Linked DNA regions of Mus musculus: region 2 is linked to region 1. The links are chromatin contacts, called in public Hi-C maps. All regions are on one chromosome and are shown on one strand. Each heading gives the region's core, a stretch centred on a gene start, on an enhancer-like site or on the middle of the called end of the contact. The rest is flanking DNA. Distances are from core to core; before and after follow the strand shown. Region 1 holds the start of Psmd10 (proteasome (prosome, macropain) 26S subunit, non-ATPase, 10). Region 2 holds the start of Fam120c (family with sequence similarity 120, member C).

Region 1 (3,690 bases), core at 955-3,454:
AACGTAAGGCCTTGTGCATGTGAGGCAAATGCTCTACTACTGGGCATCCCTAGCCCCAGTTGAATTTTATGGTATGTAAGTTATCACAATCAAATTGTTAACATAGGGAGAAAATGTGAAACTGGGTAGAAAATATGTGGGAATTCTGTACTATCTTTGGAACATTTGTTTTGAAACAGGGGCTTGCTAGATGTACCCCTGGCTCTCCTAGAACTTGCTGTGTAGACCAGGCTGGCCTCAAACTCAAAGATCTGCTGCCTCTGCTTCCCAAGAACTAGGGTTAAAGGTGTGAGTCACTGCACTGGACTTTGCAATTTTTCTATAAATCTAAAACCTTTATGGAAAAATTATTACATTGATTTAAATCAAAATCAGAATTTATGGCTTTCCAGATGGTTCCATAAGTAAGCCCAATGTCCTGTGGTAAATCCCCAGGCCCAACATGCTTGAAGGAGAGAATCAACTCCCAATAGTGTTCTCTGACTTCCACACTCATGCCAGGCATCATGTATGTAAGTGTACACACACACACACACACACACACACACACACACACACGGAGGGAGGGAAGGAGGGAGGGAGGGAGGGAGGGAGAAGAGAGAAGAGGAAAGGAGAGGAGAGGAGAGGAGAGAAACCAACACTCTTAGAAGCTGAATCAGGTCACACACAATCAATAAGATGCAATAAAATAATTAGTATTTAAAAGAATATGTTCCTGGATTATCAATATTTGGACATAACTTACTGCATGAAAACATATTTTCAAAGAGTTTTCTAAAGATTAAAAAGAACATTTGGAATAAATTTTAATGATAGAAAATAGCAACTTTAAACATCAGCTAAGCAAACAGTACTTCCCTCAAAGAATTCCGTTCTCTTAGTATTTCTGTGTTAAAAATAAATTTCACTGGGGTCTGGAAAGATGGCTCAGGGTTTAAGAGCACTGGTTGCTCTTCCAGAAGACCTGAGTTCAATTCTCAGTACACACATGGCAACTCACACTGTCTAACTCAGATCTCAGAGGATCCAACATTCACACGGTGTACAGACACACATGCAGGCAGAAAACACACTCACACAAAATTTTAAAAAGCTAAAAGCATTATATAAACACATACTCCACTATTATTATATCCCGAATTTCATCAATTAACATTTGTCATAACTTGTGTTCTCGAGTTGGTTTTATCATCTGTCCTGCAAAGCTTAAAATAACTATGATCTGGCGTTATATAAAAAGTTTGCTAAGCCCTGTTCTATACCATAACAAAGGAGACAAACTTCATCAGTCACTTTAAAAAATATATCTTTAACATTTTTCTAATGTCTTTTTTGATATTTTCTATAAAAGATAAGCCTTGCATCTCTTCTGCTGCAGCACTATTTGGAAATTCACCTTTAAAAAAAAATCCACATTGTTAGCTTAGCAATCTAGCAAAGTCTCGATGGTAATTGCCATTACCATGTTATTAAAGTGACAACATCATATACCCTGATATCCCTAAGGTGACCGCTGTTACTCACTGAGGTCTCTTAGGTATCTAGTGGCTCCTATGGCATCACACCCTGTCTTTAGCATCATTCTGGCACATCACCTCTGTATGGTGTAATGTATAACCTGTGTTGTAGCAGAGCCTTACTCTGATGCCACTCCGGAGAAATGCCAGAGTAACTAGCCTGTGCTTCTTTCCACTCCTTAAACAGTGGTAGGGAGGGGGAGGGTAGCTACAGTCAATGGTTCAAGCTCAGAGGTAGTACTCTGCTCCAACTCTGTCCCTTCCGCCTGCCACTGCAAGTGAGGGCCCCGAGGGACAAGATCTGTAGGATCCCAGAACTCTCTTGCGCTGCTACAGTTTTCATTTCATGTGGCCAACTTACTGGCCCACCAAAGACCACCCACCCTAGCTTTTTCACACAGTACTACCAGAAGCCGCTCCCATTACCTGACTCCATTCTCCAGCTGTCATCCTGGGCCAATTCCACCGGCAACTTGACTACGGCTTTCTCTAAGGATTCTGGGACTTGTAGTTCCACTTTGCTAGGACCCGGAACTGAGTGACTTCCAAAGACGCCTCCAGGCCTGGATCTGCTTTCAAACTGCAACTCCCAGAAGCTCCAGGCTATGGGCGGGGCTACAAGGAAAACAAAGATCAGTGATTGGAGAATTTCTAGTACTTTGATTGGTCGCCGGAACAGGAAATGCGAGTGGGCGGGGCTTGAGTTTCACGGAGGTCTTGGGAAGGCGAAATGGAGGGGTGTGTGTCTAACATAATGATCTGTAACCTGGCCTACAGTGGGAAGCTGGATGAGTTGAAGGAGCGCATTTTGGCTGATAAATCTCTGGCTACTAGAACTGATCAGGTAAACCAGCCCGAGGGCTTGTCGCCTAGCAGCGGGTGTCAACGAAGCCCTACATGGCTTCCGGGTCCTAACTTGGTGTGAGGCCACTTCTGCGCTCCTCCCGCCCACTCCTCCCTCTAGTAGCCTTGGGTTAAAACACGACTCCTGGTCCAACTGTAACCCCTCAGAGACTTTGGGACAGGGTGGGGAGGGGAAGCTAAGCTTGCTGAATTTCATATATTTCTAGAACACCCACCGCTTTTCTCAGAAATTTCCAGAGTTAAGAGACAGCGCGATGGAGATCTGTGAAAAAAGCTTGTTAGGTGGATTTTTCTTTAGTTGTAATCCCAGTCAGTGGCCCACGAGTAACCAAATGCCCTTTGTGTGTATGTCAGGAAGTTTGAGAGGAGCTGGGAATTTCAGTCAAGTCGGAAAAAAACAGGCATAAATGAAATAACGGTACATGTCTTATTACATATTTTAAATCCCCCAGAAAGAAGTTTACATCATTTCAGAACATAGAAGGAGAAGACATGATAGGAATAGTTGGGAAGGGCTTTGTATAGAAGGGGAGGTGATTTACACTGTGAAGAAAGAATGGGGTTCCATGTGGGGCGAGTGAACTGTGGCAAACAAAAGAGAATGGACATTGGGAAGTATTTCTGTTCAGATCAACTAAGTCTCAGGTTTTTATTGTGACTTTCCAAATCATAGGTTGCCTTCTGTGTTGAGAGGCAAGTGTTAAACATTAGTAAGACAGTACATCATACTTCAGAACTTCCATGTTGTCTCTTTTAGAAGAGAAATCGGAGAGACTGCTTTTTTTTGTCCTGGAATTTTCCTTTATTACTCAACAGTAGAATTCCCCTATGTTCACCGCGTTTGCTTTTGTGATGGTCTGGTGATGTGGTTTAAATTTAATAACGTGTATTAAGACTTAATCCACTAAAAATAAGGAGTCAGTGACATAAAAGAGACTGCTAATCAGGATTAAGAAGTTAAATACAACAACCAAATGCAATTAATTTATAGACTTTATTTGCATCCAGATGTAAACCACCTGGAAATGGGCTTATAGGAGACTATTGGTTTTAAGTGGGATAATTTTTTTTACTTTATGTAAATTTTTTGTTGTTATTTAAGATATGATCTCCCTATGTAATCCAGGCTGTCCTTCCAATGAAGATCCTCCTGTCCAGCCTCCCAAGTTCTGGAAGGTTTGCATTACCACCATGACAAAGAGTTAAGGAATGTCACTTTAAAAGGTCCAATAATGATCTTGTGCTTGTTTGTTTTACAAAAGTGATTTTATTTTTTAGGTGCTGAAATAATTAGAGGTGAACAGTCATG
Region 2 (3,747 bases), core at 1,226-3,725, about 10 Mb before region 1:
TGAGAATTTTAAAGCACTTAAGGGCTGCAGATGGAAAAACAATTAGTACCGCCCTTCCCCAGCACCACCCTCAGCCCCCTCAAAAAAAGACAGGAAAACCCTGCCCCACTAACATAGTCATCACTACTGCCAACAGTCAAGCTGCCAGTAATAGCAGGATAAAAAAATAACAGGGTAAAAAAAAAAAAGTTCTTAAAGCCTGGGTGGTGCCATTGAAAACAACTTGGAAGGAAAGCCTGTAAGTGACTCTGCTTTAAAATGTTCAGTCAGGAGAACAGGCAAGTGGGGTTTTGTTACAGTTATATTTTAAGTTAGCTCATGATTAGATTTTTTTGCATGCATGGTGTCAGGAGATTGAAGCAAGGGCCTCCTGGTTAGTAAGGACACTACCACTGAGCTATGCCCCCAGCCCATTAATGGCTTGTCAAATTTAAAAAGGCATAAATTTGGTGCTGAGTTCTGTATATCTAGCATAGTAGGATTCTAGTCACATTCTATAACCATTGCAAACTTCTCCATGTAGCAGATCTTTCCGTCTCTGTTCCCTCCTTACCCCACCAGCTGCCACCTGTTTTGTTTTCAGAATCCCCAAGTCCCCAATCCTGAAAGGACATTCCCCCCAAAACTCTGGTTAGAAAATGGGTTTGCAGTTTCTTCCCACCTAACCCTGTAACGCTTTTCTTTTCCTTCTTCCTGCCTACCTCCTTACTTCTCAAGCCTTGCTATTCTCTACACGTAGGAACTTGAAACCTAAGAGTATGGGAAAGCAACAGCGTAATAGCAGTGGTGCCAAGACCCGGGGATGCTGCCAAGCTTTTCCCCAGGCTCCATATGCAGTGGCTCAACTACTCAGAGGCTGGCCTTCGGTTTAAACCCATGGAGCCTCATGAACTTGGTATTTCTTTTTGCCTCTGCCCGATTGCTTCAACCTCTTTAATTAAACAACCTCCTCCAAAACCTGTGAACCATTCAGATCTAGCCCATTCTCCAAGTCTATCTTTTTCAGGAAGTTTCCCAGGACCATTTTAACCCACAGATTATCACCCCACCCACCTACCCAAACTGGCAACTTACATACCAGAAAACAGAATCACCATGCATATTTACACCAGCAAGTAAATGCTGCGCATTTGATCTTTCAAAGCCAAGAATGGCGTCTTGGGGTTTTTGAGAGCCCCTCCCCGCACCCCCAACCGTCTTTGAAACCCCCTACTGAGCGTGTTCATCTTCCTGAATAGTGACTCAATCAGTGAATTGTTTGGGCTAAGGCATGCCAAGATAAAAGCATGTTGAAATGAAAAGGGCTCAATGGATGGGGAAAAAAGAAGTACTAGGTGTCAAATGGGGGAAAATTATAGAACAAAGGTGTTCGACTAACATCTGTTTTATTTGCCATGGGGTTGAAAACAGATATAGGGGAGGGAATGTCAACTGGAAAATGAAGAAAAAACATATTTCAGTTTGAGGGGGATGATAGCAAGAGAAACATGAAGCCCGGAGGAATTTTGAGTCAATTCTGCTAGAACCAACAGGTAGGCCAATTGTGTGAGTAAAGGGGGTTACGGGGATGGCATGGCTAGAGATACAATCATGTAGGTAAGGGAATTAATAGGCCATATGACGGGGGCACGAGGGGATAAAATGGTCGCCAGTAAGTTAGCTGACTGAGTGGGTGGCAGGTAGGTCGGTGAATGGTTAGGTGTTTAGTCTGGAAGGAACAGGTGTGGGGCATTTCATTTAAAAATCTAACCCCTCCCTCACCTTGACCCGGAAGCGGATGAGTGCTAGCCTCACGCAGTGGCTCAGACAGGCAGGTGGCAGGAACCAGGCCCGCGGTGGAGGGGTGCCCTTGTTGCCCACGTGTCCCACGATCAGTTGCGCAGTCTGCCGCTCCGCCTGGCACCGACGGCCCCACTCGGCCAGTCGGTCCTTCCCCAGGCCCCCAGGGAACATGACCACCAGCTCCAGGCCGTCTCCGCCCGGATAGGCACAAGCCTGGCACAGCGCTGACAAGTAGCCCAGCATGGCATTCCACTGGCCGCCACAAACCCAATCCGTCTGGTAGCCACCATAGAGCCGCGGCAGCGCCGAGCCCGCGTCTACCAATACCCGAGCCCCAGGCAGCGGAGGGGGCGGCGGCGGATGCAGCCCTGGCGGCGCTTGGCCATGGTGGTGGAAATGGTGAGCAGGGTGATGGTGCCGAGACGGCCCCGCGCCCCCGGAGTAAGCACCAAAGGCAGCGGGCGGGAGCGGCGGCGGCGGCAGAGGAGCAGAGCCCCTGGTGATGCGTGGAGCCCCTGGCGCTAGGGCTGCTGGCGGCAGCTGGCGGTGCAGGTGCTGCTGCTGCTGCTGGCGCGAGACGGTGCGCGCGAGTTTGAGGAGGTCCACAGGCACCACAGCCCCGGGACAGCGCTTCTCCAGGAACTCTTGGAAGCCCTGGACGCCCATGCTTCCTCCGTGGGTAGAAGGAACAGCGGCTGCGCAAGCGGGCCAGTCGGCGATCCCCGCGCGAAGCTGGAGGCGGGCGCGTGCGCACTCCGCGGGGGGTAGGGGCGAGGGGGGCGGAGAGAGGGTTTGAGAACGGGAGGGGCGAGGGAACGTGGGCGGGGAGGGGAGGAGACCACAGACTGGGTGCGGGTGGAGAGCAGAGGTGAGGCTGACCAGACTCAGAAGAGGCTGGGAAGATAAAAGCGATGACAAAGTCGTAGTCACTCCTCTTTTCCCGTTCCCCTCCGCTGCTCTTCTTCACTGCTTCAAAGGGGGTGAAGCCTCTGCCTTCCACCTCCGGGAGCCATGTTGCCTCGTCTTCTCTGTGATACTCGCTTTCTAGCTGGGGGAGGGGTACAGGGGCGGGGCGGATGAGCATCCTGGGAGTTGTAGTCTTTTCCCGGATGGCCTCAGGATGCAGTCTTAGAACCAGAGGATCACACCTGTCAGGCCTTGATGCTCATAGTGTCAGAAGAAGCGGGCCAAGAAAATGTGTGTATAGGATTTGTACCAGAACTCCTAGTATCCAACCGAGTTGCCTCAGGATATTATACCACCATGCCCAGGGAAAGAAATGGAGATGATGCATCATGGGAAAGGAAGTACTGTGGATTAGTAGAATTTGGCTAAAGTGAGCTAAAGTTCCCTGAAAGGGAGAAATTTCCCTTCCATTGAAAAGATGATATGCACAACTTTTAACGAAAGGAGAAGAACACATATGATACATAAAAACCGCTAACATCTACTGTCATACTTTGAAGAGTTATCCACCTTACAAATGGTAAAACATTTACTTAAGACAATGAATGCATAGACAAAATGAAATTGCCTATAATTTGCCTCAGGATCTCTGGTCAGGGAGATTAAACACCCACTCAAATTCAACTACAACTTGGACCTTATTGGTACTCACTAAGCTATGCCATATGGTTAGGGGATTTTTTTTGTTTTCCAACCTACTAAATGTGTCCATGTGGGAACAATTCAAAATAGCTGCAAAGGTTCTAATTTGATCACAGTCTTTTGAAAAGTACATTTCAGCATGCTTCTCCAATGAAATCCATGTAGAGTCTGTCTTCTGTCAAGTTTTAGGGCCCATTACTTCAGCCAGACTACAGCAGAAAACAAGATCTGCATGCAGAGTAGTTGTATCTATCTGGCTTGGAATTTACAGAACATAAAAGAGCAGAACCCCAGGAATGACATCAGAATGGTTTGATAGGATGAAACCAAAAACAGGTTGCAAATTCCAAACCGGGT

Evidence for each region. A called contact is a pair of places that touch in the nucleus more often than the background predicts.
Region 2: a contact with region 1 is called in a Hi-C map of CD8 T cells, with 7 times the contacts expected there. The contact joins the promoter of Fam120c here to the promoter of Psmd10 in region 1. A contact is called at or near these places in 1 of 39 promoter capture datasets (the HPC-7 cell line) and 3 of 484 Hi-C or Micro-C datasets (CD4 T cells and CD8 T cells).

Annotation. Positions count from the first base shown.
Region 1 is chrX:140,955,225-140,958,914 of GRCm38.p6, reverse strand. Psmd10 (proteasome (prosome, macropain) 26S subunit, non-ATPase, 10) reads left to right here and starts at 2,204. Exons shown (of 5, transcript NM_016883.4): 1 at 2,204-2,361. The coding sequence starts at 2,248. It overlaps Atg4a (autophagy related 4A, cysteine peptidase), which reads right to left and starts at 2,008. Exons shown (of 13, transcript NM_174875.5): 1 at 1,944-2,008. The coding sequence starts at 1,953.
Region 2 is chrX:151,342,951-151,346,697 of GRCm38.p6, reverse strand. Fam120c (family with sequence similarity 120, member C) reads right to left here and starts at 2,475. Exons shown (of 16, transcript NM_198105.2): 1 at 1,762-2,475. The coding sequence starts at 2,448.